Regions from separate parts of the Ovis aries genome. Here region 2 is linked to region 1. The links are chromatin contacts, called in public Hi-C maps. All regions are on one chromosome and are shown on one strand. Each heading gives the region's core, a stretch centred on a gene start, on an enhancer-like site or on the middle of the called end of the contact. The rest is flanking DNA. Distances are from core to core; before and after follow the strand shown.

Region 1 (6,716 bases), core at 4,119-6,618:
GGAGAACGGGGATAGAAACGGGGGAAAAGGTGGTGGTGCCTTTGTTAAGAACATTAGGTAGGGTGGGGCTGAGACTCCTGAACTGAGAATTCAGATCCTGATTTGGCATTTAGTAACTGCGTGATCTTGAGCAAATAACTGCATTCCCATTTCTTCAGCTGGAAAATGCTGGCTCTACCGGTTGATCTACAGATCATCCCAGAAAGATGCATGTAAATGTGCATTAAAAACTGGAAAGGGCTGTGTACACTACACTCACGAATTTAAAGACGATAATTGCAGGATCAGTGCAAAAAAAAAGTGTGGGGTCCCTTGTTCAAAATGATAAAGAATTTCAAGATGGCTACAGCAGAGAGTAAACCAGGTATGGGCCCTCTGAGCGCAGGGCCCGCTTGTGACTGCACAGGTCACACGCCCAGGAAGCTGACCCTGGATGGTTGCCTCCCAGACTGATCAGGATCTTACAGATCCTTCTGTGCTCTGATCCCGCGTTACATGCTTTAGCATTACAACATGAGACCTTGGCTCAGCACGCTGGTTCATCTTCAGCTTCGTGATCGAAGCCTTGAGGGGAGGACCACTTCGTACGTTCTTGCCATAGCGCTGGGTTAGTACGTAGTGCATGGTCTCCGTACATACTCCTGCTGGACTAAGGTGGCCTCCATGTCATCACCCTTCCTAATCTAGGACTATGTCTCAGCCAACTGGGCTTGCCTTGAAATTCTAGCCCCAACCAACGCCTGTTTCCTGCTTTAGCAAGTATCGCTTCCTCCTTCAATCAGTCTACTTACTTCCTCTGACATTCCACACTGTAGTAATAATTCCCCTCGCCTGGCACCTCCCAGTTTACGGTGTACCTGCGCAAGTGCCCATTTACTCAGCCAGCAGGAATTTACTGAGCACAGATTAGGTGTCCAGCCCATGCTGGACATTTTAAAGGATACAGAACAAGTATGAATAATCCTTGTCACTGGGAAGCTTACAGTCCAGTGGCAGTGGGAGTGGGGGAGGGGAGGGGGCAGGTCTCTGACGTGTGTGTCAATCAGGCAAAAACTCAGGTTAGTAAATGGGTTAGCGTAGTGGCAGACACACTGAACTGGGAGTCAGAGCCCAGGCACTTGGATGGGTAGAGAATTTGCTGGCCAAAATGATCTGCATTAAGTCTCTTAGCTGCTCTGGATTTAACTTCTTCATGTATAAGATGAGAACAATGATACATATAATGTCTACCTATCAGGGCATCTATCAGGACAAAACTCAGTAACCGAAGAGCAAGAGACCTGACAACTGAGGTTCTTGAATATATGTACTGAATATACGTATGGATGATATATACCATATATGTATATGACCTTCATGTGTGGTGAAGGGAAGGGAAAGCAGTGTGCCTTGGTGTAGTCACAGGAATCTTTGTGGAAGAGATGGTTCTTGGACATGGCTTTGAAGGACGGAGTGGGCTTGGAGAGGTGGAGGAGAGGCTGGACCCACCCGAATAAAGGCCCTGAGGCTGAACTGCGAACCTGACTTAGGGCTGCCTTGGCCTCCAGTTGGTTTTCACCGCATCTTGCTAGTCTTACTGCTTTGTTTGGTCACCTGGGCTCTCTTCCTCTCATCACACTAAGGGTTTAATGACCTCTGCCCATGTGCCTAGTCTGATTTTCTATTAGGATGTTTGAGATGTGCCATGACCCACCCAGGTACCTCCCTGAAGATGCGGTAAAGCAAGTCAGGGAAGAGCCAAGTCTTGAAAAGACTGCCCAGGGCGTGGGCTCCTTGTAGCCCCAGAGCTCCCTAGGCAGCCCTCACTCGCACAGTTTCTCTGCTTGTGTTCCCTGCCCCAGCTGGAAGCCTGTGGCCGAATACATCGACCAGCAGTTTGAGCAGTATTTCCGAGATGAGAGTGGCCTGAACCGCAAGAACATTCAAGACAACAGGGTGCACTGCTGCCTGTACTTCATCTCGCCCTTCGGCCACGGGTACGGTCCGAGCCTGGGGCTCCTGGCCCCACCAGGTGCTGCCGAGGGGGCAGGCCAGGAGCACCCGGGGCAGGGCTGCCACTAGCAGCTGGTCACAGGCTCCCGTTCCCCAGGCTCCGGCCACTGGATGTTGAGTTCATGAAGGCCCTGCATCAGCGGGTCAACATCGTGCCTATCTTGGCCAAGGCGGACACACTGACACCCCCTGAAGTGGAGCGCAAGAAACGCAAAGTGAGGGCAGCTGGGGGGCAGGGGAGCAGGTGGGCTTCTGGAAAAGTCGGAGTCCCCCCAGAACCATGAGCCCCTCGTGTGTTTGCCAGATCCGGGAGGAGATTGAGCACTTTGGAATCAAGGTCTACCAGTTCCCAGACTGTGACTCTGATGAGGATGAGGACTTCAAATCACAGGACCTGGCCCTAAAGGTGGGGCCACCCCAGGGATCCCTTTCCCAGCTTGTTTCTTCTGGGTGGAAGAGGGAATAGAATTCTATGTAATGGGGAGGGGCTCTTGGGGTGGAAGAGGACCCTGGTTTCCTAGAACGAAGCAGAGGAAGATGAAGATACAGGCGCAAAGGAGCAGGTGAGAATGGGGGTGTTGAGAGACACCCCTAACTTCTTCCAGGAAAGCATCCCATTTGCTGTCATTGGCAGCAACACTGTGGTAGAGGCCAGAGGGCGTCGAGTTCGGGGCCGGCTCTACCCCTGGGGCATCGTGGAAGGTAAAGCTCTGAGCTTGTGACCAGGGTATCTCCTTGCCCTCAACGGGTCTCCTCTACCCATGCCCCTGGCTGACCCCTAGCCTTGCTGTGCAGTGGAAAACCCAGGGCACTGCGACTTTGTGAAGCTGAGGACAATGCTGGTGCGTACTCACATGCAGGACCTGAAAGACGTGACGCGGGAGACACATTATGAGAACTACCGGGCACAGTGCATCCAGAGCATGACCCGCCTGGTGGTGAAAGAACGGAATCGCAAGTATGGCCAAAGGCCAGGATGGAGCTGGCAGGGGTGGGGTCCCAAGCGCCTCTGCGGTTGAGACCAAGCCCTTCCTTTGTTCCGCAGGCTCTGGGCTCAGTCCAAGTAGGTACTGGGGTTCCCCTAGCCTTACCAACCTCCTTTCCCTCTTCCCTGTAGCAAACTGACTCTAGAGAGTGGTACCGACTTCCCCCTTCCTGCCGTCCCACCAGGGACAGATCCAGAAACTGAGAGGCTGATCCGAGAGAAAGATGAGGAGGTGAGGGTAGTATGGGGTGGTAGGGGTCGCCAGCCTGAGAGGACCCCTATTTAATCATAAACCTCAGTCTCTCTTGGTTTGGGAATAGGAATATCCCTGGCCCTGGGACATCTGGACCCTGGATTGGTGGATTAATGGTTCTACCCAGGAACCCCATCACACCCCAGGGCTACCAAACGCCTGACTGAAGGGATTGGGGAGGGCACTTCCCTAAATCTGTAGGACTCTTGAGAGGCCCCCCCTCTGACGCATGTGCCTGTTCCAGCTGCGGCGGATGCAGGAGATGCTGCACAAAATCCAGAGACAGATGAAGGAGACCCATTAGCTGACTTTCAGCCCTGAATATTTAAACGCCGCCTCTTCATCCTGCCTATGTCGGCCCCTCCCAGCACCAGCTCTGCTCAGGCCCCTGCAGCTACTGCCACTTCGCCTTACATCCCTGCTGCCTCCCCAGAGACTCAGAGGAAATAAAGTTTAACAAATCTGTAGGTGGCTTCCGGTGTCACTGTCTGTATCTTTCCCATTTCACGGAAACCAAGATCCTAGGACCCAGTTTTGAAAGGTTGCTGGAGGAGGATGCTGGTTTCTGGCTTCTAGTAGGGGCAGGAGAATGGGAAAAACTTTCCCCTCCCATGACAAGAATTCAGTCCCTGCCCAGAATCCAGCCTGGCCAGTCTGTCTTCCTGTCGGTATCTGTCCTGCCTCTGTTATCTGGAGCCCATCATCTTTCCCACATATAGTACTAAGACTGCCATAGACATTTTAGAATTGATATCTGCCCTGAAGAAAACATGGTATTAATTGCATGCACCCTCCCAACTTCATATTTCCTCTGTTTTGGGGAAAGGGATATGCAGAATTAAACTCTGCACTCTAGGAAGCCTGTGATAGAGTACTGAACACAAGTTGAAACCCCTGTAATCACCAAACACTATAGAAAGTGCTGGGAATGGAAAAAGTACAATCGTCGTCCTGTAAGAATTAAATATTCATTTAACGAATATTTATTAAGTATCTGCTAGGTTGCAGACTCTAAACCTTGGGAGTTAACAGTGAACACAGGTAAGGTTCCAGTTCTCCTGGGATTTACTAAATACGGAGTAAAAGCTCCAATGTCCCTTGCAAAAGAGAAGTGAAGACATTTTGGCCCCGGGACCTGATATTAAAGCATTCAGGTCCACTCTAACTTAAGCTGTCGGTTGAGAATCTGAACCAACTGTTCTCCATTTCTGTCGGGTTGGTAGTATCTCGGGGCCAGGGCGACCTCCGGCGGCCATCCTCCGCCCTGCTGCCCGCTGTGGCTCCCCTGGGCAGAGAGGAAGGGAGGCGCCAAGAGCTGGATCGTCAGGGGAGTCCGACTCCCCACACCCTTTACAGACCAGAGAGTCGCAACTAGCTCGTGGCAGTCTCAGCCCCATCTCTCAGGTGAGAAAGCTTCTCAAAACGGAAAGCACCATTCATTCAGGTCACGAACAGGGCGGGCTCGCCGACGCAAAGGGAGGGTTGAAGACGTCAGGGTGCGGAAAAGGAGACTCTTCACCCCCACCAGTCGAAGACCGAGACGGAGCCTCAGGCCCAGATCGTCCCCCTTCTCTCTCAGCATTCAGAATCTTTTTCTCCCTTCTGGCTTTGCGCCGCACAACCGCAGAGAAACCAAACGGAGAACTGGATAAGGCTTAGGTGCCTCCCGGGACTTCTCTGAGAAGTACCCCTAAGGCGGGCTGGTCACCGGAAGTGGCTGTAAAGCCCGGGCCCCTACGAGGCTCCGCCCTCCACTGCGCTACCGGGAGGCCACGGGCCGCCCCCACTTCCGGTCCCTGGAGCCGTCGCCTGCAGCCCCCCTTTTCTGCTCTCCCATTGGCTACCGCAGGGACGCGCTGTGATTTCCCATTGGTTGCGTCTCTACCCCGGCGCCGCACCTCCTCCCTCCAGGCGCAGCCCCGTTTCCCGGAAGCCGATAGGCTAAAAGCTGGGAGGGCGTCTGCCCCACTGGACCAACGAGCGGCGCGAAGAGAGAGGGCGGCGGCTGCGTGGTGGGGGCAGGGCGGGACTCGGCGTGGCTATTGGCCAGGGCGGGCACGGGCCGGAGGTAGGATTGGTTGGGCCGCGGGGCGCCGCGGTGGGTCGGAGCTGCGTGGCCTCCGCGGCTGCGGGAGACGGAAGTGGCGAGAGCGCGGCCTCCGGAGGGTCGGGCGGACGCCGGCTGGGTGAGTCACCGTGCCCCGTGCACTGCCGGTCTGCGAACCGCAACCACCGCGTCTTGCCCGGCCCCGCCCCGGCCCCACCGGCTTTCGTGAGCCCCGCCTTCTGTCATTCGGGGCTCCGCCTCCGAATCTTTAGGCCCCGCCCCTAAAACCTGGGCACCTGGGCTCCCCTGTCAGCCTGACCCGCCCCCCCACCCCGTGACCAGATTCCCGAGGTCCGGACACCGTGGGCCTCCCAGGCCTGTCCTTTTCTCGCTCTCCCTCGCTTTCTCTGAGGCTGCTTGCCAGTGGGCGGTGAGGCAGCAACCCCGGACTTGCCGCCTCCATGAGGAAGGGTGGGCTGTGACCATGGAGGCGGGGAGGGCCACGGATGGAGACATATCCACACAGCCTTCTTCGGGGTACTGCTGGACTGCCCCCTGAGCTCGCATAGCAGGCATGAAGAAAACTGTCAGTGAAACCTGGGCCTGGTTACCTCAGTGGCTCCCTAGGTGGGCCAGGGAGGCCCATCCTGACATTCCCGTTGCTTGGGCCCACTTGACAGGTACTGACTCTGAGGCCTGCACTTGCCTGATTCTGTCCCTGTTGTGTGGCCTCCTCCCACTAACCTGCTCCTCATTTGGTGTCAAGTGCCCTCAGAGGGACACGTCCAGCCCTGCTGCCTTCTGATCACAGGTTGTGGTCCCCTCCCTCTTGGCCTCTGCTCTGGACTCTGCCCCCAGTAAACAGGTCAGGTGGGTGCTGCTCCCAGACTCAGAGGCTGGCAGAGTGCTCTTGTGGATTCATGTTTCCACCAGGACCAGAAGTGAGCCCTGGTTGGGCATCCTCTATCTCTACAGAGCTGGCAGATCTTTTGCTTTCCCACAAAGAACGGGGTTCGGAGCATTTTAATTCTCTTCCTGGGATTGGGAATCAGGACTCGAGTCCTGCTGCAGGACTTTGTGGCTGCCTTCATGCCCTGCAGAGTCACTTGTTGCTTTCTCTGCATGTAGCTCCCATTGCCTCTGTCTGGCATACTGACTTGTGGAGAGGCTGGGTTCTCTGTGAGGGAGGCAGATAAGAGTTGTGGGGAAGTTCGGGAGTAGTTCTGTGGCATTTGTTGATACTGTGGTGATGCTCCGTGCTCTTGACTCATATGTTTCTCTGTCTCCTTACAGTGAGAAGCAGGCAGCCAGGACCCTCACCACGATAGAATGGTGAGTACTCTTTGCTCAGACTGCGGTGTTTTCTGTAATCCTGGTGTCTTTCTCCATGAAGCTGCCCGCCCCTCCTGGACCTTGAGCTCCAGGCAACTCTGTTCAGC
Region 2 (6,691 bases), core at 2,701-5,200, 160 kb before region 1:
GGAGCACTCGCTTTGTTACTCAATCCAGGCCAGATGCTGCTTGCCTTTGCGCTGAGAACTGCAAGACTTGAATCTTGTAGACGTCGTATTTGTGACCCCAACGACACGGACGCCTGTCCCGGAGAGCAATGGCTTGGGTGGGGTGGCAAGGCTGGAGGTCGCATTTGACGCGCATTCTGTTCAGCTCTCACAGAAACCCTGTAAGGCAGGCATGCAGTATTATTCCCACTTCACACTTTTGGGAAACGGTGATTGAGAGAGACTTGTGGGTATCACCTAGTTACAGAGTGGAGCGGCGATTCAGACTCAGCAACCGATCCTGCGACCCTCTTCCTGTGAGGCCCGCGCCCCCGCCGTGCCCTGCTCTGCCCTCCGCACGCTGCTCAGACTCCACACCCGTAACGAAGCTCCACCGAATTTTTCGTCTGTCTGTGAAGACGAAGAATTGAAAAATCTCAGCTACACTTGGTCTTTGGGGTCGGCGCCAGGCAGAGCTAGAACGAACTAGACGCTTGTCCGAAAGCAGTGACGTCAAATGACAAGGGACAAGAGGTGGGGATATGTAGATGAGGGGAGCGGTGGCTGCTGGCTGGATTTCGTCTTTCGCCGGGTAGAATTTCCCCTGAACGTCCAAAGGATGTATCTTGGTCACTGTCAAATAAATAATCCTTCAGGTTCCCATCGAAGGCCGAAATAGCTTGGAATATAATTGACCATAACTCTGTTGTGTGCTGAGTTCGAGGGTGACGTCCCAGACTAAGCTTACAACTCATACTTACCTGGCAGGGGAGATACCATGATCACGAAGGTGGTTTTCCCAGGGCGAGGCTCATCCATTGCACTCCGGATGTGCTGACCCCTGCGATTTCCCCAAATGTGGGAAACTCGACTGCATAATTTGTGGTAGTGGGGGACTGCGTTCGCGCTTTCCCCTGGCGTGGTTTGTGCAAGGAAAGACATAGATGCTAAGTTTGGAGCTCTGCTAATTTTCCTGTTTTTGTAGTCGTTTTCGGGTTTATGAGGCAGAGGCAGTAAGCAGTTTTCCTGCAACATGGATAAGCTAGTTTGGACTTTTGTGTGTTAGCTGGTAAAGGATTTTTTTGTAATGTGGGAGACTTGCTTTTGATCCCTGGTTTGGGAAATTCTCTTCGAAAAGGGATAGGTTACTCCATCTAACTCTGGCCTGGAGAATTTGGGTCTAAAGAGTTGGACACGACTGAGTGACTTTCACTTCACTTGGAAGCAAGGCAGCAGCCGATTTCTAGTATCAACTGAGGAATATTATGTGGATAGACAAATCTGCTGGGCTAATCCATGCACTTTCAAAGAGTTCAGTTCAGCTTCCCGTGTATAGAATCTGCCAGCAATGCGGATAGACCTGGGTTCAAGTCCTGGACAGGGAAGATCCTCTGGAGAAGGAAAATGGCTGCTGCTAAGTTACTTCAGTCATATCTGACTCTGCTCGACCCCACAGACGGCAGCCCACCAGGCTCCCCCGTCCCTGGGATTCTCCAGGCAAGAATTACCTTCTCCAATGCATGACAGTGAAAAGTGAAAGTCGTGTCCGACTCTTAGCGACCCCATGGACTGCAGCCCACCAGGCTTCTCAGTCCATGGGATTTTCCAGGCAAGAGTACTGGAGTGGGGTGCCATTGCCTTCTCCAGGAAAAAGGCTACCCACTCCTGTATTCTGGCCTGGAGTATCCCATCAACTGTATAGCTCATGGGGTCACAGAGTCAAACACAACTGAATAAATATTTTAAAAATGGTTTAAAAGTAAACTTTCACTATTCTAAGAATGAAATGAGCTGTTTTCTTTATTCTGTGGGAAAGACTGTAGGAGGCTATTTCGATACATTCTGGCCTTATGGTCCTCTTTCTGTGTTTTCAAAACCAGTAATTTTTCATCTGCTGACATCAACCTTCCATCCACCATCTTTTTTAATTTTTTCCAGATGAGAAAGCTCCTTTTATTAGGGTGGAAATGGTGCACCAAACTAGTCCCTGACAAAAATACTTAGATCTTCAAGATATGGAGATGATACTTAACTATAATGATCAAAGTGATCACATGGATCACAGCCTTGTGTAAATCAGTGAAGCTATGAGCCATGCTCTGGCCACACAAGATGGCCAGGTCATGGTGGAGAGTTATGACAAAACGTGGTCCACTGAGGAAAGGAATGGCAAACTCCTTCAGCCTTCTTGCCTTGAGAACCCCATGAACAGTATGAAAAGGCAGAAAGATAGGACACTGAAAGATGAACTCCCCAGGTTGGTAGGTGCCCAATATGCTACTGGGGAAGAGTGGAGAAATAGCTCCAGAAGGAATGAAAAGGCTAAGCCACAAAATTAAAAGACACACTCCTTGGAAGAAAAGTTGTGACAAACCTATACAGCGTATTTAAGAGCAGAGACATCACTTTGCTGACAAAGTTCGGTATAGTCAAAGCTATGGGTTTTCCAGTAGTCATATGTGGATATGAGAGTTGGACCATAAAGAAAGCTGAGCGCCGAAAAATTGATGCTTTCAGACTGTGGTGCTGGAGAAGACTCTTGAGAGTCCCTTGGACAGCAAAGAGATCAAACCAGTGGATACTAAAGGAAATCAACTCTGAGAATTCATTGGAAGGACTGATGCTGAAGCTGAAGCTCCAGTCCTTTGGCCACCTGATGCAAAGAACTGACTCATTAGAAAAGACCCTGATGCTGGGAAAGATTGAAGGCGGGAGGAGAAGGGGACGACAGAGGATGAGATGGTTGGATGGCATCACCAACTCAATGGATGTGAGTTTGAGCAATTTCTGGGAGATAGTGAAGGACAGGGAAGCCTGGCATGCTGCAGTCCATGGAGTCGGTGCCTTAGCGACTGAACAAGAGCTGACTTCTCCCACTTAGTCAAGTTCAGAGCAAGGTCTGGGCAGAGTAAGTCCCTGAGGAACTTGTGACAAGGCGAAGTGTTTAAGACCCGGACCAGTAGATGGAAACCAAGAGAAGAGCCCCCACCCATGAGGACCAGCTGCAGCAGGGCCCGGAATCTAGACCCTGGAAGAGAGGCTCCAGTTTTCCAGAGGAGGACTAGGGAACAAGAGGAGGGGGAACTGAAGGAGGTGGCAGTGAATAACAATTTGTTTGTTTAAAAAAAAAAAAAAAACCTACCAACATCACACTAGTGGGTCTGACATCCCCTTTAATCATAAGTTGCTAAATTTACAACATCAATAAAAACACAAGGAAAATAAATACATTGGCTTTATCATATTGGAAGTGGTGTGAACGGTAGGGCGTGGGCAGGCCGGCGGGCAGGCGAGCAGCAGCCAGCACAGGAGGCGTCTGAGTGGGGCCGTGAGTTTCAAGGGTCCTCGTCCCAGTCGTCCCAGTCCTGGCTGTAGATCCGTGGGATCTTGCACGGGGACGCCCAGCTCTCGGCCTCGAGGTTCACTTGCTGCTGGTCTTTCTTCTCGGCGGCATTCTTTTTGTCCCGTTGCTGTTGTAGGTAGCGCAAGAGAATGTTTGTTTTTTCTGTCAAAATTATCTGTTCAGACGGGTACTCCTGAGTGGGCAGGTAGACTGGTGGACGTCGGTTCGAGGCTTTGCAGAGACAGTTGGCATGGAAGCTACTAAAATTGCTTTTGTTGTAGACAGGCAGCCCTTTCAAGAAATCAGCCATCTTCTGTTTCCTCCGTCTCTGTCACCGTCGTCGCTGTTGTTGCCGCCGCCACCACAGCTGCCTTAACTGCCTCCTACCTCCTGCTTCCTCTTTATAAGGGCCCTTGATTACATTAGGCGCACCTGGATAATTCGGACTGTTCCCGCCCCACCCAGTCGCAAAGCTCATCGCCTCCCTACAATCTCTTCTGTCACAAAGGTGGGTCACATTCCCGGCCCCGGGGATTAGGCCCCGAGCGCCTCCGTGGCCGTCAGTCAGCCTATCACGAGCCCCGGATTCAGTCGGCGCTACGGAGTGACGTCACTACGGTGCGCGGAGTATGTAAATGAGCTCGGCGTCGGCTGGCCCTGTTCAGCATGTACTATGAAGCGTTTGTGTTATTTTGCAAATATTGCGGTACTGGCAACGTGCTTTTCAGGCCTTTATAGTTGGGAGAAGCCGTTATTTCGTAAGTGAGGGTGTAGAGTTGCGGTGAAGAGAGTGACCGTAAGTGCGAAGTGTTTGGAAGGTGAGGCTGAGTCGGCAGGCAGAGCGAGCAACTCATACTTACCTGGCAGGGGAGATACCATGATCACGAAGGTGGTTTTCCCAGGGCGAGGCTTATCCATTGCACTCCGGATGTGCTGATCCCTGCGATTTCCCCAAATGTGGGAAACTCGACTGCATAATTTGTGGTAGTGGGGGACTGCGTTCGCGCTTTCCCCTGATATATATGGGTTTAAAGGAGAAATCATGTGGTTTTAGAAAGTATCAGAGACACAGTATGGAGAAAGTAATGGTATCCCACTGTAATGCTCTTTGCACGGAGAGGTTTGAAAGGGTGTAGTCGATTACTAAGCCGGACACGACTGAGTGACTTCACTTTAACGCACTGGAGAAAGTGGCAACCTGCTCTAGTGTGTTTATCTGGAACAGTCTCACGCATGGGGGAGCTTGGAGGGCTGCTGTTTCTGGGGCCGTACAGAGTCAGAGACGACTGAAGTGACTTAGCAGTAGAGGTTCAGTAAGCCTTTGCATCTATGTGATTAAGATTACGTATGGATTGGAGAAGGCAATGGTACTCTAGTACTCTTGCCTGAGAAAATACCAGAGATGGTGGAATCTGGTGGGCTGGTGTTTGTGAGGTCTCACAGAGTCGGTTACAATTGAAGTGACTTAGCAGCAGCAGATATGGAGTAGTGACTCCATGTACTATAATCAGTGGGGTTTTTCAGGCGAGTTTACTGGATGGGTAGCATTTATCATTTTCTAGGGGATTTTCCAAATCCAGATATCCTCTATTGCAGGTGGATTCTTTACCAACTGAGCTACTAAAGAAAGCCCAAGGATACTGAAGTGGGTAGTCTATTTTTTCTCCAGCGGATCTTCCCAGCCCAGGAGTCCAACCAGGGTCTATCCTCATTGGGGGCAGATTCTTTCCGTCTGAGCCACCAGGGCAACTCGAAATGCGTTCAATTATTGGGTTCAGTTCAGTCGCTCAGTCGTGTCCGACTCTTTGCAACCCCATGAATCGCAGCACGCCAGGCCTCCCTGTCCATCACCAACTCTCAGAGTTCACTCAAACTCACGTTCATCGAGTCAGTGAGGCCATCCAGCCATCTCATCCTCGGTCGTCCCCTTCTCCTCCTGCCCCCAATCCCTCCCAGCATCAGAGTCTTTTCCAATGAGTCAACTCTTCGCATGAGGTGGCCGAAGTATTGGAGTTTCAGCTTTAGCATCAGTCTTGGTGGCTCAGAGGTTAAAGCGTCTGCCTCCAATGCAGGAGACCAGGTTTTGATCCCTGGTTCGGGAAGATTCCCTGGAGAAGGAAATGGCAACTCACTCCAGTATTCTTGCCTGGAGAATCTCATGGACAGAGGAGCCTGGTAGGCTACAGTCCATGGGGTCGCAAAGAATCGGACACGACTGAGCTGAGCGACTTCACTTTCACTTTCCGAAAGAACACCCAGGACTGATCTCCTTTAGGATGGACTGGTTGGATCTCCTTGCAGTCCAAGGGACTCTCAAGAGTCTTCTCTTGAGTCTTACTGGGTTAAACGGCCAAATTTACAGTACTGAAATGTTTGTTTAGCTGCAGTTTTCAGGGGGAATTACCGATTAAATAGTTGCAGGAGCTGGTTGGTTGCGAATATGCTTTAGTAATGTTCAGAACCGTTTTAAACGCTATTACTCCACAATGGTATTTTTTTTTTTTTTAAGAGAATCTCTGAGGGTGACTGGAAAAGAATTCTAAAAGGAAGTAAACTGAAAAATATACAGGAAGTGGAAGTTAGCATAAACATGATTAACAGTCGACGCTTAATTTTTGCAGCTTTAGGAAACGTATGAAACAAGCAGGTCTGAAGATTTGAATATTTTATGTCAAAATGTCATATATTAGTGTAAATGCAAATAAATAAAAATTTTTTAAAGGTCAATGTTAAAATCACTTTTAAAATAATTATTTTTGCCAGCACTGGGTCTTAATTACTGCTGGAGGTTTTTCTCTAGTTGGGGAAATGGGGGCCACTTTGTTGCAGTGGGAAGGTTTCTCGAAGAGTGTGGGCTCAGTAGTTGTTGCCCAGGGACCTAGTTGCCCCAAGGCATGTGGGATCGTCCCAGACCAGGGATCCAACCCAGGTTCTGTGCATTGATAGGTGGATTCTTGACCACTGGACCATCAGGGACGTTCTAAGATGACTATTATTTAAAGAACAAAACAAGAATTAAGTATTGATGAAGATCTGGAAAAATTGGGACCCTTTTTCACTGCTGGTGGTAATGTGAAATGGTGCAGTTACCATTCTAGTGTGCATAGGTTCTAGTGTGCATAACAGCAGCTAACAGCTATAGACAGTTCCTTGGTTCCAGGCAGAGTTCTAAGCACTTTACAGAGTACTCCCATTTATAGATGAGGAAATTGAGGTCCATGAAAGGTTAAATAATAATTTCAAGGTCACGCAGGGAAGTGACACAGCCAGGCTGAGAACTTCAGAGTCTGAACTCTGAACCCAATCCACAGACTGTCTACCCTCTACATA

What was found. A called contact is a pair of places that touch in the nucleus more often than the background predicts.
Region 2: a Hi-C map of tail adipose tissue shows a contact between it and region 1, with 2.1 times the contacts expected there. The contact joins the promoter of LOC101102994 here to the promoter of MTMR4 in region 1. A contact is called at or near these places in 5 of 16 Hi-C or Micro-C datasets (blood, hypothalamus, liver and 2 more).

What each region holds. Positions count from the first base shown.
Region 1 is chr11:9,164,459-9,171,174 of ARS-UI_Ramb_v3.0, reverse strand. It overlaps MTMR4 (myotubularin related protein 4), which reads left to right and starts at 5,368. Exons shown (of 20, transcript XM_060395112.1): 1 at 5,368-5,957; 2 at 6,571-6,609. The coding sequence starts at 6,607. It overlaps SEPTIN4 (septin-4), which reads left to right. Exons shown (of 13, transcript XM_060395118.1): 7 at 1,842-1,976; 8 at 2,090-2,207; 9 at 2,297-2,398; 10 at 2,598-2,694; 11 at 2,788-2,950; 12 at 3,110-3,209; 13 at 3,475-3,697. The coding sequence ends at 3,534.
Region 2 is chr11:9,319,274-9,325,964 of ARS-UI_Ramb_v3.0, reverse strand. LOC101102994 (DET1- and DDB1-associated protein 1-like) reads right to left here and starts at 3,950. Exons shown (of 1, transcript XM_042255310.2): 1 at 3,175-3,950. The coding sequence starts at 3,671. The coding sequence ends at 3,354. All of the region lies in intron 1 of TEX14 (testis expressed 14, intercellular bridge forming factor), which reads left to right. LOC114117049 (U1 spliceosomal RNA) reads left to right here and starts at 4,214; the gene lies at 4,214-4,377. LOC114117038 (U1 spliceosomal RNA) reads left to right here and starts at 772; the gene lies at 772-935.